Regions from separate parts of the Nothobranchius furzeri genome. Here region 2 is linked to region 1. A link is a contact called in public Micro-C data. All regions are on one chromosome and are shown on one strand. The core of a region is the stretch at or near the end of the contact, and the rest is flanking DNA. Distances in the headings are between cores, read along the strand shown. Region 1 overlaps taok3a (TAO kinase 3a). Region 2 holds the start of suds3 (SDS3 homolog, SIN3A corepressor complex component).

Region 1 (7,151 bases), core at 671-3,170:
CGGCCAGTGGCCGATATAGAAGAAGTGGAATAAATCGTCCCGATATATCGGTTGGCCTCTAATATATATTTGTCATTTAGGCCATCAGTTTTCAAACCGCCCCTCTACTATCGCTGTGCAACACTGTCTCACCTGACAGTTTTTATTCCTCACTCAACTAATAATTTAAGTCACCCTCTGAAAAATAATCAGTGGTAGTTGATTATTTCACATGAAATTAGCTTCTTTTTTTACCCCGGTCGTACCGATTTAAGAGTTTAAAAACTATATTTCTTCATTTAGTGTTTGGAAGCAAAATAACATTTAGACACAAAACGTTTCATTCTGTTTTCAGCCTGATTAAAACACCCACTGGGTCTGAGTGGATGTCCGTAACACCCTAAAGGAGGTTAGATCTTCTACATCGAGATGGTTTAGAAAGATGACAAATACATTTAATTTCATGTGTTTTACGGAGGTATAGTTCCTTTTTATTGACATATTAGTTATTTGTAAAATATTTGAAGTTCTTTTTTATTTAGTAGTTTTTTGGCATTAAAGGCGTGAGACACTAAAAACCCATTTTAAAAATCTTATTTCTGATTATAATGATTCACTCAGAGTTTTTCAGGCAGGCTGAACATGAAGATAGTCTCCTACACCTGTCTCCTGCAGTAGCTTCTGATAGAAAACAGACAGTGAAACTCTAGGATTGGAAAATCCTGACAGATCTACGTCACCCTGTCACTTACATTCATGGACTCACCCATGTTGACTCAGGCTGTTGTTGGTTTAGCCTCCAGGAAACAGCAGAGAACGTCTCGACTAGTAGAAGCTAACCGTTTGCTTTAGCAACTCCACCACACAGCCAGGCTAGTGCTATTTGTGGAGATCAAACTTCAGCGTTTCAAGTCAGTGGAGTCGTGTTGCTGTTATCCAATCTGAGGCGGGAAGTCCAAATATCAGGAGAAAAGACTCTAAATCCCGCTGTCTGAAGCTCAGCTGCGGTGTGGCTCACTTCTAGTTCCTGAAAATGGTGCACCGGTTTCCCCGGGGCCCCCACTCCCATCCCAGCATGACTCTGAAGGCATTCGTTCCCACTGCAAATGTATTGCATAATGAGTGTTCCACTCCTTTAAAGAGATTTATTTAAGGGAGGGCAGCAAGCCTGAAAGGGGCAGTTGAACAAGGGAACTGCGTTTGTAGCTCTGTTCTCTAAATAATGTCTATTTTTGTGATTTTAAAAATAAATCCTGCTCATCAGAAACGTCGGCCAGAAAAGCTTTTGTTTGCGTGAGAAGGTGTTCTCTGATGCACGTGTTCACGTGGCACACCTGTAGTGAAAGTGCATCGTGTTGAGGCAGGCGGCTGTGCACGTGGTTGCGGTATTTTTTGGAGAAGCTCCAGCAGCTGGAGGCACAAGCAACATCCAGCCTGACTAAACTAGCAGAGACATTAGCTCAGTAGCGTTTGTACAGAAACACCATGAAATGTGTCACACAGGTAGAGACCTGAGTCAGCTGCAGAGAGACGAGTGTCAGGTGGCAGGAAGAAGCCTTTTCACACACCGACCCTACGCTGACCCCCGGATTTAAGTATCGGTGTCATTAAAATCCTACAGCTTCTTCACCTTAACGCACCGCTCGCATGACGTCTCCATCTGTAACGGCCGTTTTTATTCACACAGCTCCTGTGGCCCGTTCGCTTGGTCCGTTTGTAGCTCGTGTGTTTCTCTGAAAGGGGAGTCGTTGACCCACATCCCAGTGTTTTTATTTTAGTTCTGGTTTGTTCCCCAGGTCCGATGCCTTCCGGAGCTTCGTTGACTACTGCCTACTGAAAATTCCTCAGGACAGACCCTCGTCAGGGGAGCTGCTACGAGTGAGTGGGCTTCCTCTGTAATCCTGCCAGCTGTGACCTCACTTCCTGTTTTAGTCAGTCCCTGAGCCATGAGGATGAGTCACACCCATCCACCCACGCACCCTCACACACACACACACACACACACACACACACACACACACACACACACACACACACACACACACACACACACACACACACACACACACACACACACACACACACACAGCCTCTTCACCGAGCACCCTGCTGGGAGCTGCTTGTTATTTCTTTGGCTTTTTTATTATTTTTGTTGTAGCTTTACTTCCTTTCCCATGAAACCGTCTTTATGGGGTAGCTTGTGTGTTTGCTGCCTCCACATTCCTTTGATCAGGCTTCTACTGGTTCTACTGGTTATTGATGCATTATAAATGCTTCAGGTTTTAGATGGAAGATGCTTCTCCCCATCCCCACTGTAAACAGTGTGAGCGAGTTGCTGCCTTCCTCTCCTGAGGCGCCGGACAGTTTGCCAGAACCTCTTTAGAGCCGATCGATAGTCTTTCTCCATGGCCTCACCAAACTCCTCAAATGCCCGAAAATTTGCCTCGGCAACTGCCACTGCTGCACCCCGCTTGGCTATCCGGTACCCGTCTGCTGCCTCCGGAGACCCACAGACCAGCCACGCCCTGTAGGTCTCCTTCTTCAGCCTGACAGCTTCTCTGGTGTCCACCAGCGGGTACGGGGGTTGCCACCACGACTGGTACCGGTCACCTTGCGACCACAGCTAGCAACAGCCGCCTCAACAATCGCAGAGTGGAACAAGGCCCACTCGGACTCAATGTCCCCCACTGCTCTTGGGACGTGGTCAAAGCTCTGCCGGAGGTGGGAGTTGAAGACCGTCTTAACAGGTTCTTCTGCCAGGCGTTCCCAGCAGACCCTCACTATGCGTTTGGGTCTGCCAGGTCTACGCGGCATGTTCCCTTGCCATCTGATCCAACTCACCACCAGGTGGTGATCAGTTGACAGCTCCGCCCCTCTCTTCACTCGGGTGTCCAAAACATACGGCCGCAGGTCAGATGATATGACTACAAAGTCTATCATCGACCTGTGACCTAGGCTGCCCCGGTACCAAGTGTACCGGTGGGCATCCTTATGTTCGAACATGGTGTTCGTTATGGCCAAACTGCGGCTTGCACAGAAGTCCAATAACGAAACACCGCTCGAGTTCGGATCAGGTGGGCCGTTCCTCCCAATCACACCCCTCCAGGTCATGCTGTCATTGCCCACGTGAGCATTGAAGTCCCCCAGCAGGACAATGGAGTCCCCTGATGGAGCACTATCTAGCACTCGTCCCAGGGACTCCAAAAAGGGTGGGTACTCTGAACTGATATTTGGCCCATAAGCACAAACAACAGTCAGGACCCGTTCCCCGACCCGAAGGCGCAGGGAAGCTACCCTCTCATCCCCAGGGGTAAACCCCAACACACAGGCAGAGAGTCTTGGGGCTAACAAAAAGCCAACCCCAGCCCTCCGCCTCTCACCCGGAGCAACTTCCGCAAAGGAGAGTGTCCAACCCCTCTCAAGGACTTGGGCTCCAGAGCCAATGCTATGTGTCGAGGTGAGTCCGACTATATCTAGCCGGTACCGCTCAACCTCTGCCACAAGCTCCTGCTCCTTCCCCGCCAGCGAGGTGACGTTCCATGTCCCAAAAACCAGTTTCCTTGTCCGGGGATTGGACCGCCAAGGCTCCCGCCTCGGTCTGCCACCCGATTCACATTGCACCGGACCCTTCATGTTCCTCCTGCAGGTGGTGGGTCCACAGTTGGATGAGCCCATGTATCCGGTTCGGGCTGGGCCCGGCCGGGCCCCATGGGCGAAAGCCCGGCCACCAGGCGCTCGCTCACGGGCCCCAACCCCAGGCCTGGCTCCAGGGTGGGGCCCAGTAACCCTCCGGGCCGGGTACTCCGACTCTTTAATTGTATATCCATGAAAGATCCTGTGAACAGTTCTTTGTCTCACCCTTCACCTAAGACCAATTTGTCATGGGAGACCCTACCAGGAGCACAAAGTGCCCCAGACAACATAGCTCCTAGGATCATTAGGGCACTCAAACTCCTCCACCACGATAAGGTGACGGCTCAAGGAGGTTTTTGTGTTTCTGACCAAAGTTTGTTTTTGACACAGAGCAGAAGATTAAAAGAGCAGCGTGAAGTAGTGATAACAATAACGACACCAATCGTTATCACAGTAAAGATAATAATAAAACATAAATGACCAAAACGGACCCCAGGAATAGCAAGCGTTATCGTTTATTTCATGGTTAAAAACTGAAACCTCCAGTTTAATTCTTAATTAATCTAACCCACGCTGCCAAACTAATGATTACACAAACAGTCACATTTAACTTTAGGTGTTTTAATTTAGTGACCATTTAAAAACTTTCCACGTCTGCTCCTAAGAAACAGACAGATGAAGCTAACCGTGTTTTCAGCGTTCATCATTTTGTTTGTGTGACCAACAGCTAATCCTATTGGGCCTCTAAGAGTTTAATGTTCTTGTTTATCATGCTGAACGGTGCAGAGCGCCACCAAGGCTTACAACACCTCCTTTGCTCCAGAGGGAAGGTGTGAGGTCTTCTAGCAGCTAATAAGGACCCGTGAGTGGTAAACTAAGTAGGATGGAGGCTTGACCGGTCTCTTCCTGACATTCCTGACCTAAATTCAGACAAAAACGGGCATTAAGTACGGATAACGACCCGTCCCAGTTTTAGAGGGTTAAAGGTGTTTGGTCTCAGAGATTAATACCCTGCTCTTGTTTTGGCTGCACACACACACACACACACACACACACCTTAAAAGGTAAGATCGGGTCACTAATCTGTTGGCCTTCAGGTCTTTGTGTTCTTGGCTTCAGGGTAAACGCCTCCTCGCTACCCGCCTGCCTGAGAATATTATAAATCGGAGAATAAAAACCACTCGCTCCTTCACATAGAACCACCCTGTGTTGTAAATTTGAAAACTTCCTAGAAAATAATCATTTTTACTTTGAAAATTCAGTCCAACCTCAGAATTTTACAGTTTCTGGAAGTGGGAAAAGTTTATTTTTTTTACTGTAACTTGATACATTTCTGAACAAAATAAACTAACAGAAAAAAGAAGACATTAAAATGTTTATTTAATGAGGACGAGTTTTTAATAAAGAAAATAAAAAACAGAAAAATGCACATTTTACAACCAGCTAGTTTTTGACTCTATAAGTGGCCTAACTGAAGATGCTTTTGCAGCAGATGATCATTTTAATCCTGCAGATCTCTAACATGTAGCAGGCAACAGGTTAGCTTAGCATGAACAGCCTGGATGGAAAATAAACATCCGAAGTGTTGATATTTGTCTTTAAGCATCATAAAGTCATGATATCTGAATGAATACATCTCTGAGGTCACATCATTTAAAATAAATCACTCTGCAGTAAAAACAAGAAGGAACTTTAGGTTCTTTAGGAACGTCGTCAGGAATTTTTCATAGATGGGAGTGAGCAGCCTCCTACTACAGTAGCTCCCTCCGAAAACCGGACAAATCTCACTCATCTCTGTTTTCAGAGTGCGATGTCACTCCCTTGTGTCCTGGCTAACCCATCACACACACACACACACACTTACATGGAGAGTAAGAGCGAGGCCTTCAGATGGATCCAAACATGCTTTTGTAGCATTTATCTTCTATTCTGGTTTCCTCAGGCTGCAGACAACTCATCCATTAAATCACTCAATCTTTTAAGAATGAGGGTGACTCAGAGGAACTGTGTGTGTGTGTGTGTGTGTGCGTGTGTGTGCGTGTGTGTGTGTGTGTGTGTGTGTGTGTGTGTGTGTGTGTGTGTGCGCGCGCGCTGAACAGGAAATCTGCCTTCTTCTTTTATTATCTATAAAAAGTACATTAAATGTTAAAATGATGTTTAAAAATAGTCACGCAGCTCTCAAGCCCACCAATAGAGACTAAATCTTTATGGAAAATAAATAAAAGAAAGAGTTGTTGACTAAAATGTTCCTCGTATCGACCCGTTTTTGAGTTTCACCGATGAGCACAAGGAAAATATCACTTTTATGTTCGATGGCTGCACACCGTGCATCTGCGGGTCCTTGGCTCCTTACACCTGCAGATACCCTGTGCACAGATTTTAGGACTTTTGCCTGATTTAGTTTTTAAAAATTCAGCCGTGTATTTTTCCCTTTGATACTTTTGTAAACCAATCCTGTATCAATATTTAAACTGATGAATATTATTATTTATAATGGAAATAAAACCAACGATCAACTATTAAACCTTACAGGAGTTTATCTACCTCAGCTGCTGAATGTACAACATTAAAGCCCCCAAAGGAAAATCTCTTGGAGAGTGAACAAAGCTTGAAGGATTGAGTCTGTTTGGACAAAATAACTTGTTTCTGTGGTGCTGAGACTCTGGATAAGCAGCCGACCGGCGCCCTCTAGTGATGGCCACTGCAGCGCTGCTCATATGCAACAAAAACGCATTAAAAGTCCAGCTGTGCTTAAAAATGAAAAGCTATTTAAGTACTTGGGCTGTTCTGCATAAAGACTTCAAGGTTATTTAATTCAAAATCTTCTTTCCAGCGTCGTTCATTGTTAGAAATAGTTTTTTAATCTATTTAAGAATCAACACAAATGTGTGTCCCTGCCTAAAAGAGCTAAATTAGCATGTTTCCAAGATTAAAAATCGACCTTTAAGGCTCTAATTATTATTATAAGGTGAGACATTAATGCCAAGCATGTTTTATCTGATTCTTGTTGTTTTCGTTTCCCCGCTGCAGCATGATTTTGTACGTCGGGAACGCTCGCCGCGCATCCTCATCGACCTCATCCAGAGGACCAAGGACGCCGTGCGTGAGCTGGACAATTTGCAGTACAGAAAGATGAAGAAGATTCTCTACCAGGAGAAACACAACGGGCCGATGGGAGAGAGCCAAGAGGACGAAGAGGTGGGAGGATGAGGAGAGGAATAGCTGCTAAGATAAACCAGAGTAACCCCGAGGAAAACAGGAAGCTGTGAAACCGAGTCCCTGACAGTAGAACAGATGCTTACCCCAACACGTCAAGTCACAGCCAAATGGAGATGACTCCATCTTGTTTTGGTCTGTTTACGTTTGTTTTTAATGTCCTAAAACATTTGCTTTCTTTCATGTAAACTAATCAACTCCAGCATCTGTCCGACCTTCATGGTGGAGCTGAAACCTGACCTTAAAGCTCGTTTTTCCTTCGTACGCAAAGATCGTCATCAGAATCAACAAATATAATGTTTGTAGTACAATCACTAGTCTCT
Region 2 (6,937 bases), core at 3,495-5,994, 47 kb before region 1:
AATTGGAACTGGATCGTTGGGCCGTCTCCTCAGCTTTCGAGTCATGATTGGTTTCACTTCCATTGAGTCTGTCAGTGAAAAAATAAATAAATACATTTCTGTTAAAGAGACAATCTGTAGTTTTTACCGTTAATCTCTGGAAAAATCCATCGAAATGTTGTTGAAGACGAATAAAATGATGCCCAGTTGTTGAAATATTGGCGGCTTCGTACCGTACAACCATGAAAATCGGGTCTGAAGTACACAGGGCGCAGGTCTAACATCTTGGGGGCCATATTAAACACCATCTTTGGCCGGCTCGTGGTCCTGCGCCTGGCGATGATGTCACAACAGATGATTGGCTGGACGTACGGCTCACAGAAGTGATGCTCAGAGATTTAGGCAGTAAGAAACCCAAACTTAAAAACAAAACGGCTAATCTCTGTCCAAAGCCAGTGTGAAAGAACACATTTACTGGGGCTGCATGGTGGCGCAGTGGTTAGCACTGTTGCCTCGCAGCAAGAAGGTTGTAGGTTCGAAACTCGGCTGTGGCCTTTTTGCGTGGAGTTGCGTGTTCTCCCCATGCATGGGTGGGTTTCCTCCGGGTACTCCGGTTTCCCCACAGATCACAACATGCCCTATAGTTAAAAATAATAATAAATTTGGATAAAAGCGTCTGACAAATAAATAAATAAACAAACGTAAACATAGAACAGAATCAAAAAAGAGACGCAATATATTTTCGCCGAGGGGTATTGCCGTAGTATGGTGGCGTCATCGGCAGGCGCAGGACCCCGAGCAGAACCAGAAACTACGGCACCTCTAAACTGTAAACGGCACTGCATTCTCTCGATGGCATTAACTGAAGGACCATGAGGAGTCACGCCAAGGTCACATGCTTCCTGCTCCACAGGTAACAACATTTACCATAATGCCTTTCTAAACTAGCAAAGGTCAATGGCGTCAACCTGCCCTGAAACACACGTACTGCCGCCTAGCTGCAGGAAGCTACACACCGCTACTTTAACATTAGAGACGCTCCCATCACGGTTTTGGTGAATGGTGTTTAGTGCCATCTTGTATCTTCTCAAAATGCAGGTTTTTGGTTGCGGCAGAAGCGTCTCAGGGAAGATACCAGAGGGGAGGGGTGAGTGTTTCAAACCTAGCTTGTTGTGTAGATTCACAGCTTTAAAGAGCAAGTCACCCCCAAATCAACTTATTATTCCTGATAAACTATATAAATGTGTGTCTAATCGTGCTGCAGACACGTGTCGTCAATAGTTTTGCACTTTAGTGCATTTTAGTTCAAATTTAAATATTCTGCCTAAAACTGTCAGTGTTGTGCCGTTGTCAGGTAAAAACTCTGCACCGCATTTGAATTTAAATCTGCCATCACTATTGGCTAAGAGGTACCCTAGAACGTCGGCTGGTACCATATGATGTCACAATGTTGTGAGCCTGTGTGTGTGTTTGTAAGCGGCTCCACACTTTCGGTCTGCTAGGCAACAGCATTTGTTGCATTTTTCAAACAGGAAGTGGGAGTGGAGTTAAGACTCTGGTAGGGGGTGACTTGATCTTCAACAGACAGCCATACCAGTGTTTCCAGAGCCCAGACTGATGAGAATGGCACTAAGGTTAATGTCTGACAGCAGCAGAGTACATTCATTTTAAGATGCATTTAATCTGCTGATGAAATTATTTATATAATTTCTTCATACAGCAAGTTAGCTTACAAATACTTTACAGGAAGACAAACATCCACACATGCTGTATGTTGTAATTCTGCTCAAAGGTAGAGATAAAAGTTTTGGTCCATATCGCCCAGCCCGACGTTAAATGTTCAGGAACTCATATCCACTCTCTTTTGCCAGTTTTTTCCTCTCAGGGCAAATAATCACTCTCAGGTTTCCTTACCGCCCGTCAGCTCCATTGTTAACTTCTCATTCTCTATCATCTTTTTCTTTTCCTCCAGCTCTGCGATTAGATTTTCCTTCAGCTCGACCTTTTTATCGTCAAACTCCTTCACTGCTGCCTTCTTCTCCTTGATGTAGTTCCGCTCCACCTGTTCCGTCTGGACGAAACCAAACGCGGGAGAAAAACGCCAGGAGTACGCTGCAATTCTAAATAAGTAGAATAGAAACAGCGCTTGGCAAAAACGCCTTGCTGGGCGTGCTTACCTCGAGCTGAAGGAATAAATCTGTAAAGTGAAAATTAAAACAATTTTGTCATTTAAAAACTCTTCAACAAAACTAAAAACAATGTTAGACAAGACTTTAGTAAGTTTGCTAAATGCTCATAGCCTCAGATTTGGGGGGGGGGGGGGGGGAAGAACATTTTCAAACAAATAGATAAACACAGCCTGCAAGCTTTTATCACCAGATGGCGGTGCAGTACATATTCAGTCTGGTTGTAATAAAACAGCATAAAGGAAACTCTAATGAGCTTGTTGACACAAACATGTAATCAGTTAAGTGAGAACAGCCGGTGTGGTCTTACCTGCATTTCGGAGTCTCTCTTTGTACTGCTGGTCCAGCTTCTTCATCCGTTTCTGGTACTCCTGCAATGTGCCTGCAGAAGGAATAAAAAATGTTCTGTATCCAAGATTAACTTCTAACACATTAAACACACAAGAAAAGCACTCATGTGGAAGCACACTGGTGTATTATACAGCTAATGGCAAAGGGTAAGCACTTTTAAACAGTATCTGCAAACAAAGAAATGCGTTTTAAACTAACTTTTGTTATTTATACCTTCTTGTAATTGCTGTAGTTGTCTTTTCAGAGAGGCCAGTTTATCCTGGTACATTCTGGAAAAGAAAGGTCACAACAAAAGTCATGAATACAAGCAAAAACCAAGACTTTAGAAAAAATAACGATTATATTTAAAACATCTTACTGTTCCTTGATTTCCACATAGTCATCCTCATCATGCTTGGCAAGATCTGTCTCACTGGCATCTTCAGTATCTGAGAAAAAGCAGACTTCATTTTAAAACTCTCCAGTGAGCCTGAAAACACTCACCAGGTGCGTTACTGCGTCTGAGAGCAGAAGCATGTGATGTTTACAGCGTTGTACACGCAGGACAGGTCTCCTGCACGGAGGGACGTGCGTGGCAGTGGTGAGATAATGGTGAACACCCTTCTCGGGATGCACTCTGGTTTGTTTGATTAGGAGAACACGGGAAACCCGCATTAGCCGAGTGACCGGAGAAAAAGTTCGGCTCGAACCGAGCCGACTTTTCCAGCAATGTAAGTTCGAATGAAAACACATAAACACGACGATCGATGAGGTGGCAGCTGGTTTGGATGTGGAGCTTTTGCCGCACGGTGCGATTAATCAGCGAAGTGACCGGCGGATTCGGTCAGTGTATCTGTCAGACCTCTGACAGCTCTGACAGCGACGCCGACGAGTTTCACCTTTTACCAGCGACGGCTAAAGGAAACTCAGGAGTGAAGTTTGTAAGCGCTGGATAACTCAGATCAGCCTGATTTTAACCTTCAAACCTTGGGACAAAAAGGTGACAAAGGCCCAGTTAAGCTGACACAGCAGCTTTCATTTTCAGTTAGCATTCGTGTGCTAGCCGGTTAGCTCTGACGTTTAAAGATAAAAAGATCCGATGCGGAGAAAAACAGGGAATAATCAACAATGTCCGTCTGAAAGTCGGCGTCGCGACAAAAGCAAACCTTGTAGTGTTGTCATGACCTTGTTTCCTTCTTGGTGTCTGTTTCACTGCTAACCGTCCGGTCTGACTGGAGTGAAAAGGGCAGAGCAGTGGTCAACCTGTCAACGCTCAAAGCTAACGTCACGTAGCCGACTGGCTAATTAACGATGTGTTCACCGTCTGGGGAAAAGACCCGGGGGACATAAAAAGCGCAGGCTGCGTCAAGATACGTGCAATAATATTATTATAGCTTGTAAATAATGACGTCAACGTCAAAATAATAGCTAACGTGCTCTGTGTATTGCTCAATCTGATCCGGTGGTAAAAGACTATTAAAACTGTGGTAGTTTTGCAACAAAAAATGAGCAAAACGTTGTTGCTAAACTTCCAGAAGCTCGTGCATACAGAATATAATTTCATATACAGTTTGTAAAAGAAATAATCAAACACGCTGACAATAAAATAAGCGTTTACTTGGAGTGTTACTGATAAACGCCACCAGAAACTCATTTTTCGCTGCTTTTCGCAGTGATTAGCGTGGATAGCTAACTATTGTGCGAGTAAGGCAGAAACGGACTCAAAGATTTCACATCTCCCCGCCTAGGGTTTCAAACAAAACTGTTAAAACATTCTCTTAATAATTTGTTTCTTCAAGCATGGTAGATTTGTATAATAGTTGCCCTAAATAGATACACTGAAGCAACAACCGCGAATTTCCGTTTCTGCTCCAGCAAGTAGACAGAGCCCGACGGCAAGTGAGGTTGTCGTGTATTATTTCTTTACCTTCTTCCGAATCCCTTCCCCGGAAACTCCGATCATCATCTTCATCTACACTGTCGAGCTCTTCTTCATCATTGTAATAATCCACTATAGGAGAAATTAATGTGGAAGCCATTTGCTCGTACGGGCAATGTAAACAAACAAAATAAACTATCGATTTGTGTTTTGCTGCTTGCTTGAAACTGCGCCTACAACTGGTAGGACCCCCAGTCTTCAAGGTGTCCAAGTATATGCCTGGTCAAAATCTCCATTTCAAACCGTTTCAAACCAAAGAAGAATATCTTTTTTTTTTTAATTACATTTTGAGTAGACTAAATGAGGATTCTTTAACGATATTCAAGTGACAGAAACATTTTCTGCATTGAAACAACTTAAGCATTTGGCATTCGTGAAATCAGGCAAACCGTTAACTTCGCAAACCGGGATAGATTTGTTTTTTTGTTTTTTTGTTTTTTTTATTTCTAGTAAGGTTTATAAAAGAAACGTTTATTTAAAAAAATCAGTGAGTCTGTTGCGAAAAATTAAAAGTATCATCTGTCAAATGCCTAACATCATTGCCTCTGTTGCTAAATCTTTTGAGAGTGTTTCCATGATAAATAGCCGATAAATGAATAAATTAAATCTTGGGCTGGGTGCTTGTTGTAAATTATGTAATGTTAGCCTAGTCACGAATCATTTTCTTTCTTTTTGTTTTTGTTCTGCTTCCTGTTTTTATTTATGTATTTGTCACATAAAAATTATAATGTGCTTATTAGTGGCTTGTGCACCATATATTTGCCAATAATATATTAAATGTGCATTGAAAGTCATCTGCAACCACTGATTAATATTTTTTATTGATACAACGCTTTTCCACAGAAATACAGGGAGAAGACGACTTGCCGTATGACCTAGCACACCTTCGATTATGTTCATCTTTAATACAATATACAAAATGCAACGAGTATATGTGTTTGACCACCGGTTTATTAAAACTGGCATATTAGACATCTGAAATGTCTAATAATTATTTTACAGCGAAAACTGTATTTGTTGTATACCTTAGTTATTTTTGTAGATTGATTAACTAAGCTGTGGTGTCTTTTCAAAATAAGATGTTGAAGCAATCACTGTTCTTGTTTATATGCATCTGTCAATATCATGCAGTAAACATGTAAATAAAGAATACATTTCCAAATCAAACATCTATTTGTTTTGTACTAGTGCATGCATTTCTAAACAGAATCCCTAGCAAAAGTTTTCAGTCACCTTAAATTTGTGTAGCTCTTTTATTTAAAAAAAATCCTTTCCATTGATGCCCGAAAGAGTAATAATATGGCATACTAAGGAAAATTATTTTTAATACGCTTGAGAGGCAATATTTTTTAATTTTAGTTAATGGTTCCCATATATTTAGCTTTTCAAATTGGTTGCATTTTGTTTTGTTTTAGGTCAAGATAATCTCACTTTTTCAGCAACATTACGTCTTGGAAAGGATTTTTTGTATAGCATCCTCTCAAGATAAGAATCACAAAGTGCTTAAAAAACTGAAAAAAAAAACATTAAGATTAAAAAAATGGGAGAAAATGTAATAACTTATGATGAAAAAATGTTGAAAATAAAAATTACTGTTGTAATAGCACCTTTTGATAAAAAAAAATCCAGTAAATAAATAAATACAGACCAAAGGCAGTTACATAGCAAATTATTGAGCATTTCACATGTAAATATAATTTTATTTGTTAAATAGATTAACTTTTACAGTACACCATCAGATGGCAGCATTGGACAGATTATAATCTGGACAAACCAGGTTTGCAGCTAACGGAACCGGGATGACTCAGTTCATGCATTTTTAATGACTTCCTAAGAAAATATGGTGTAGAATTCTCCCTGCTTTGGTTTGTGTTTGCAGCCTTTTAGTTTGAAGCAGCATCTCTGTTGGGACATGCCTCATCTACACGTCTACGTCGCGTTTTATTTAGTCAAACACGCATATAATTTTATTTAATATAAAGTTGTTTGTAACAAAACAAACACTGGCAGAGGAACTCCCTTCGCAGACAACTTTGTTTCCGGGCGCCTGTCAGAGAAACTGTCAGAACCAGCAGCGGGGGGTTTGTTCCGCTGCTCCGTCATTCAGGAAGTCGAGACCGACTGGCAGCGCTCCGCAAAGCCGCGCCGACGTCTCCAGAGTGGGATTAAATACTCCAGAAGTACGGATGCGTTAAAGCCAACCCGGACGACTTTAGCTGAAGGTGAGCGGCTTTTTCTCCTGTCGTCACGCTGCTGCTGTCACTGTTTGCCCCCCCCCCCCTCCCTCCCTCCCTCCCTCCCTTGACAGTTAACGGCTCGTGCCAAAGCCTCGCGCTCGCGAACTGAAAATGACACTACTTCCTCCTGTGTCAGCGGCTAAACTACCGTAGCTACGCGTCAGAGCTCCGAAAAGTGGGTTCAACCCGACAGTGGGGCTTTAGAGGTCGCACATGGAGTTGGGAACGACCACCGACATCGAGTGGGTTTTGTTCGGCTTCTGGTT

Evidence for each region. Hi-C and Micro-C count contacts between places; a contact is called where the count stands out from the background.
Region 2: a contact with region 1 is called in a Micro-C map of tail fin, with 16 times the contacts expected there. The contact joins the promoter of suds3 here to the enhancer-like site in region 1. A contact is called at or near these places in 2 of 2 Hi-C or Micro-C datasets (skeletal muscle and tail fin).

Annotation. Positions count from the first base shown.
Region 1 is chr10:34,534,035-34,541,185 of NfurGRZ-RIMD1, reverse strand. taok3a (TAO kinase 3a) reads left to right here. Exons shown (of 21, transcript XM_070555557.1): 11 at 1,776-1,857; 12 at 6,643-6,810. Among protein-coding and RNA genes, the nearest start is that of pebp1, 21 kb to the right of the region's middle. Within about 2 kb of position 1,920, at least 1 of the 3 cell types and tissues checked has an H3K27ac peak or open chromatin away from gene starts, as enhancers often do. A contact at or near this core is called in tail fin, where this site is marked.
Region 2 is chr10:34,584,431-34,591,367 of NfurGRZ-RIMD1, reverse strand. It overlaps suds3 (SDS3 homolog, SIN3A corepressor complex component), which reads right to left and starts at 4,744. Exons shown (of 12, transcript XM_015960524.3): 1 at 4,423-4,744; 2 at 2,875-2,944; 3 at 2,730-2,785; 4 at 2,476-2,547; 5 at 2,157-2,176; 6 at 1,894-2,050; 7 at 1-68. The coding sequence starts at 4,534. The region is part of intron 1 of taok3a (TAO kinase 3a); the gene reads left to right.